Linked DNA regions of Sus scrofa: region 2 is linked to region 1. A link is a contact called in public HiChIP or PLAC-seq data. All regions are on one chromosome and are shown on one strand. Each heading gives the region's core, a stretch centred on a gene start, on an enhancer-like site or on the middle of the called end of the contact. The rest is flanking DNA. Distances are from core to core; before and after follow the strand shown.

What was found. HiChIP or PLAC-seq counts read pairs in DNA pulled down with a chosen protein or histone mark.
Region 2: an H3K27ac HiChIP or PLAC-seq map of alveolar macrophages shows a contact between it and region 1. The contact joins the enhancer-like site here to the promoter of ATP11A in region 1. A contact is called at or near these places in 1 of 5 promoter capture datasets (liver), 6 of 47 Hi-C or Micro-C datasets (alveolar macrophages, liver, retroperitoneal adipose tissue and 1 more) and 2 of 2 datasets of contacts at active chromatin or transcription factors (alveolar macrophages and skeletal muscle).

Annotation. Positions count from the first base shown.
Region 1 is chr11:78,291,399-78,294,037 of Sscrofa11.1, reverse strand. It overlaps ATP11A (probable phospholipid-transporting ATPase IH), which reads right to left and starts at 1,304. Exons shown (of 30, transcript XM_021065944.1): 1 at 1,286-1,304.
Region 2 is chr11:78,331,908-78,334,546 of Sscrofa11.1, reverse strand. The region is part of intron 1 of ATP11A (probable phospholipid-transporting ATPase IH); the gene reads right to left. Among named protein-coding and RNA genes, the nearest start is that of ATP11A, 40 kb to the right of the region's middle. Within about 2 kb of position 1,311, at least 15 of the 83 cell types and tissues checked have an H3K27ac peak or open chromatin away from gene starts, as enhancers often do. A contact at or near this core is called in alveolar macrophages, retroperitoneal adipose tissue and subcutaneous adipose tissue, where this site is marked.

The sequences.
Region 1 (2,639 bases), core at 55-2,554:
ACTCCGCAGGTCCTCCCGCGTCCCGCCGTCCCCGGGCGCGGTGACCCCCGCGAGGCCGCCCGAGCCCTCAGCGACCCCGGGCGGGAGGCCGCAGCAGGGTCGGGGGCGGAGGACCCGTCCCGCCCGGCCCCGGCCCGGCCCGGCCCCGGCCCCAACCCCGCGCGGGCAGCACTCACGTATCTGTGCACGAGCGTCCGCACGAGGCTGCAGTCCATGGCTCCTCCGGCCGCGCCCGCCCGCTCAGCGCCCCCAAGCCCGGCTCGGCGCGCCCATGGGCCCGGGCCCGAGTGCGGCCGCGCGCCCCGCCCCGGTCACGGCCTGGGCGCGCCGGGCGGTGCGGGGGGCGGCCGCGGCCCCTCCGCGCTCATGCCCGGCCCGGCCCGCGGCGGCCGGCGAGGGGTGGCCGCTCGGCGGGCGGCCGCTCGGTGGCCGGAGCCCGCGCGCCGCGGCTGGGGCGATGGGGCTGCGGCTGGGCGCGCGGCGGCCGGCCGATCCCGCCGCTGCTCGGCTCCGCGCTCCGGCTCCTCTGCTCTCCTGCGCTCCGCTCTCCGCTCTGCTCTCCTCCCGGCCTCCGCCCGCCGCCCCTCTCAGCCCGGCCTCCGGCCCCGGTCCCGGCGCGCACGTCACGAGCGCGAGTGAGCATGCGCCCCGCCGCCCGGCCCCCGCCCCGCTCCCGCGCCCTCGCAGACTCCGGCCCGCGCGCCCGGCCCTCCCCGAGGCCCGCCCCCGCAGCCCGGGCGCCCGGGGCCCTGGGGCGGAGGGCGGAGGGCGGGGGGCCCGCGGGCGGGGAACGGCTTCCTGTTGCTTCCGCCTCCCGGGCGGGGATGCGCGCCAGACACCTGGGGCCCGGAGGGCGGGGAGCCGGCGCCTGGCACCGGGTCCGTCCGGGGCGCAGGCACGCGGGCCTCAAACTTCCATCCACCCCGGAAGGCCCGAGGGCGGCGCGGGGAGTCGGGGAGGGGGCGGGGGAGCGGGGGAGGGTTGGGCCCGAGACCGGCTGAATCGGGTCTGTGTCTCCCCAGTGCCAGGCCGGCCCCACGCGAGGCCCCTCCTGCTCTGCAGGTGACAGAGGCGGAGGCGGGCCTCAAGTGGCTGCCCAGGGTCGCGCGGCTTCTCCGCGCCGCAGGGAAGATGGGCGCAGGGTCCCCCACCTGGGATCCTTGCTTCTTTCTGAAATCCCACAGGCGCCCGAGCCCTGGGCCCCTGGCCCTTTGGACTCCAGAGCTGTGACAGTCGCAGGCACTCGTTATCCGGCGGGGGTGAGGGGTAGAAATCAGCCTCGAACCTGTTAGTCCAGCCTCCAGCCCCACAGGCCACGCTGCCTGTTGCTGTCGGGCCGGTCCAGCTCCTGCCTCCGCCGCTAGCTCCGCCGAGAGGGAGCTCTGGGCCCCGGGGCGCGCGCCTGTGCAGCTCTCTGGGCATCAGGCATCAGGCGGGGAGAGCGTTTCTGTCAGGCAGACGCCTGGGTTCAATGCGGGGAATGTTTCCGCTTTCCCAGCATGAAGCAAACTATCTCTTCTCAACCCCGGCCCGCCCTGTACCGGTGCACTTTGTTTCCAACTTCCGTTCTTGGGGCCAAGGGCCACCACTTGTGAAACCCGAGGGGCCTGACAAGGCCTTTGGCGACCGATCCGATCCGGGCCTTGCCGGAACGCACCTGAGTGTTCTTCTGGCTGCTTTTCGGGAAGAAGCACGGGCACTTGGGGTTAGACGCGGAGACTAGGAAGGAGCACTAGTGAATAATCGGGTAATCAGGCCCAAACCATCCCGACGCTGACGTGCTTTTCTGCGGAAAATGCTCCAGTTTGGGGTCAGCTAACTCAATGATTCTCCACTTTCCTTCCAAATCTACTCTCTCCTGCTTTGTGTCTAGGAGGCCCAAGGCCCCCCTGGGGGATCTGCACCAACAGAGGTGCCCGCTGCCAACTGGAGACCAGGAGAGAGATGGGGCCTTCCTTCCCTCCACCACGCCCTGGCCTCACCTTCGCCTGGCAGTGTCTGTTTCCCTTAGTGGCCACGGGGCTTGTCCAGCTGCCTTTTCCATTCGATCAACTCATGTCAGGCTCCAGGAACCACGGTTGTCCCCAGGCCCCCTCCGCTGGGCAGGGGTGGCGGCTGGGCCCTGGGGCCAGCGCCTCTGGTGGGTCATAGAACGATGACCGAGCCGCAGACGTCCCACACTTTTCCTCGTCTCCTCCCAGCAACGCTGCCTGCCTTCTGCCAGGAGCCCGCTGCCAGCGCCAGGTTTTGGCCGGCCTTCCTCCGCGCAGTCAGTGGCATTTGCAGGGAGAAATCCGACATGGTGACGGGATAAAGGCTGCATGTTTTTCAGGAAGGCCTGTTTTGTTCTGTGGCCAGTGTTAATTTTGTATTGTAGTAGACACTGTGCTTGCCACAGCCGTGCCCTCTGTCCTTGCTGCCAGAAACCCACCTTGGTCCAGGTAGCCGCCCCGGCAGGGTTCACACAGCAGGGGGGAACTGGTCCAGGTAAGCTCATCTCAGTAACTCCACGCCTCTTCGGTGACTGGTTTAAAACAAGTGTAAGCCAATGAACCTGCCTTTGGGAAGGTCTCCTCACTCATAAAAAGGCCCATGACGAGGACATGCTCCTTGGTCCCTCTGGATGGCGTGAGTTTGGA
Region 2 (2,639 bases), core at 62-2,561, 41 kb before region 1:
CCCGCGTCAGAGACGCACAGGGAACTGTGCGGATACACGTGTGTACACGCGTACTTGCACCTGCAGGGCAGACGACCCGTCCCTGCAAGGAAACAGGACGGGTCCAAAGTTCGTTGTGGTTGAAGCTGAGTTAGACTGGCTTCATCATGCTGTTATTTCTCATTCTGTGGATGCTGGGAAACGTGCATAATGAAAAGTCAGATGCAGAGAAAATAATACACGCGTACCTGCCGCCTAACCTTAGAAACGATTGTTACGTGAAACTGAAACCTGGCGTCTGTAACGAGCTGATTGAGTCCCCCAAAAAGACACACATCCAAGTCCCTGCTCCCAGAACCTCAGCGGGGACCTCATCTGCAAACAGGGTCATTGCAGGTGGGATTCATTAAGACCGACTCACTCTGGGTCACGACAGGCCACAAACCCGGTGACAGGTGTCTTTCTGGGAAACACAGACACACACAGAGTTGGGGGGGGCACCTGAACGTCAAGGGACACGGCGGATCCAGCGGCCCCAAGGGCAGGAGATGGCAGGACCCTCCCCTGGAGCCTCTGGGGGGCGCGGACCGACTCAGCCGCCCCGCCCCACGCAGTGAGAACTGCCGTGTGAGATTCGCGGGTGTTCTGAGGACTTCTAGAAGGTGCAGCACGTGCTCTGCGTGGGCCGGGCTCACCCGGCCCCGCTCCTCCCCTTCGTTTCCAAGACGTGGTTCAAAATGTTCAGCCACGCATCAATCAGTCCTTTGCCTAAGGCGCTTCTGCCTCCGGAGGCAGGCGGGACGGGCAGCAAGAGCCCCTTGGCTCCCTCCGTCTGTCTCCACACGAGCCGCCCAGGAAAGCGAGGTGTCCGCTCAGGGCACCTGCCGCTTCCGGCGCTGTTCACTGTTCGGGGCCAGCGCGGGCTCGGCACACCGGCGTCTACGCAGTAAGCGGGCTCTGAAGAAGATACAGTGTTGACGGTTTCAAGCACCAGCTTAGCCGAACCCCTCAGACTCCAGGCCCAGACGCTCCTCCCCCACGGTCACCTGCTCCCGCCGGCCGCGTCAGCTCTGGTCCTGAGGCCCTGGGCAAAAGAGGAAACCCAGTGCCCGGACCTGTGCCGCCTGCATCCAAGAGGCAGGTCCTCTGCCCGCCACCCCTGCTCACGGCAGCGGGGACCCCACCCTGGGGACGGGGCCCGAGGACGTGGCCAGAGGCCAGGAGCTCCACCCAGGCGCCCGCTCCACTTCCTCTGGAGCGGCCTCGGGGTGGCAGGGACCCAGACCGTGATGGGAAGTGACTCGGTGCTGCTCTGGCTCCGCCCCGAGGCTGCATCCTGGCCTTTTGTTTGGTACAAGCCTGCAGTTGTTCCCCCAGGAGGCAACTACATTTGTAGATCAGAACACATCCCTGACCAAACTCCTCACGCCTCTCACACACACACACACACAGCCGGTCAGCAGGAACTGTCCACACACAGACACACACACACACAGACACACACACACAGACAACACACACACAGAGATAGACACACGAGCAGAGACACACACAGACACACACACAGAGACACACATACACAGAGACATACACACACAGACACACATGGACACACACAGACACACAGACATACACACTCACAGACACACGGACACACACAAATACACACATAGACACAGGGGCACACATACACACAGGCCCCACCACACAGGTCTCACTGAGCCACCGTTTGCTCCCACCTGCCAGGCTTTGGAAAGAGCACAGTGAGGCCAGCGGCCTCGGGTTGCTGACCCGGCCTGGGACGTCCTGGGGCTGCTGCGAGGACCACCTCTGAGCTCAGAGAGGCCTGCTGCCATCGGCCCCACGGGAAAGGGCCCATCGTGCCGCTCAGCACCCCCGACCAGCTGCCGCTGCCGCTGGTTCCCCTGCCGACTCCTGACCCCCTCGGGTCCCCCGGGAGGCCCCTCACCTGCACGGACCGCCGGGCAGGGCGGGCACTCGAGCGACACTTGAAGCCAAGGAGAAACCCAGACTCACCTCGGGGGCAACCGGCCACTGAACCCAGACCCGAGGTTCACACATGGCTTCCTCCAGAACGTTCCCCGATTCCACCCGTTCTGTGTGAGGCCAGGCCCTGGCTCCCCCACAACATCGCAACCATGCCCGCAGCTCCCCAGCGAAATAACAACCCTTTCTGCGGGCACAGCGGAAACCACCAGGGCTCTTCAGGGGGCTGAGCGGGGCCAGGCGGCACGAAAACCAGCAGAACCCTCACAACCCGCCCGACACGGGGCTCCGTCAGCAGAGGTAGGCCTGTGTGGCCCTGGCCAGGTGCCGGGAAGGCCTGGCCCCCAGCCGCCACCCACCCCACAAGCACAGACCCCCTTAGAAAAGAGCCAGGCCTCCCTGGATGCCGCCAGACACCAGGTCCCAAGTACAACGCCCCAGGGATGGTCACACACCTCAATTTCCTGAGACACGAAGGAACAGCCACTGCGGAAAGAGAGCCAGTCCCGCAAGGCCCGGGCCCTCCCCGGTCACAGGGTATTGACAAGCTGGCCTTGCAATTGTTTTTGAGATACTGCATGGGGAGTTCCCACTTTGGTGCAGGGGGTTAAGGATCCGGCATTGCTGCACCTGCGCCTCGATTTCTGTCCCTG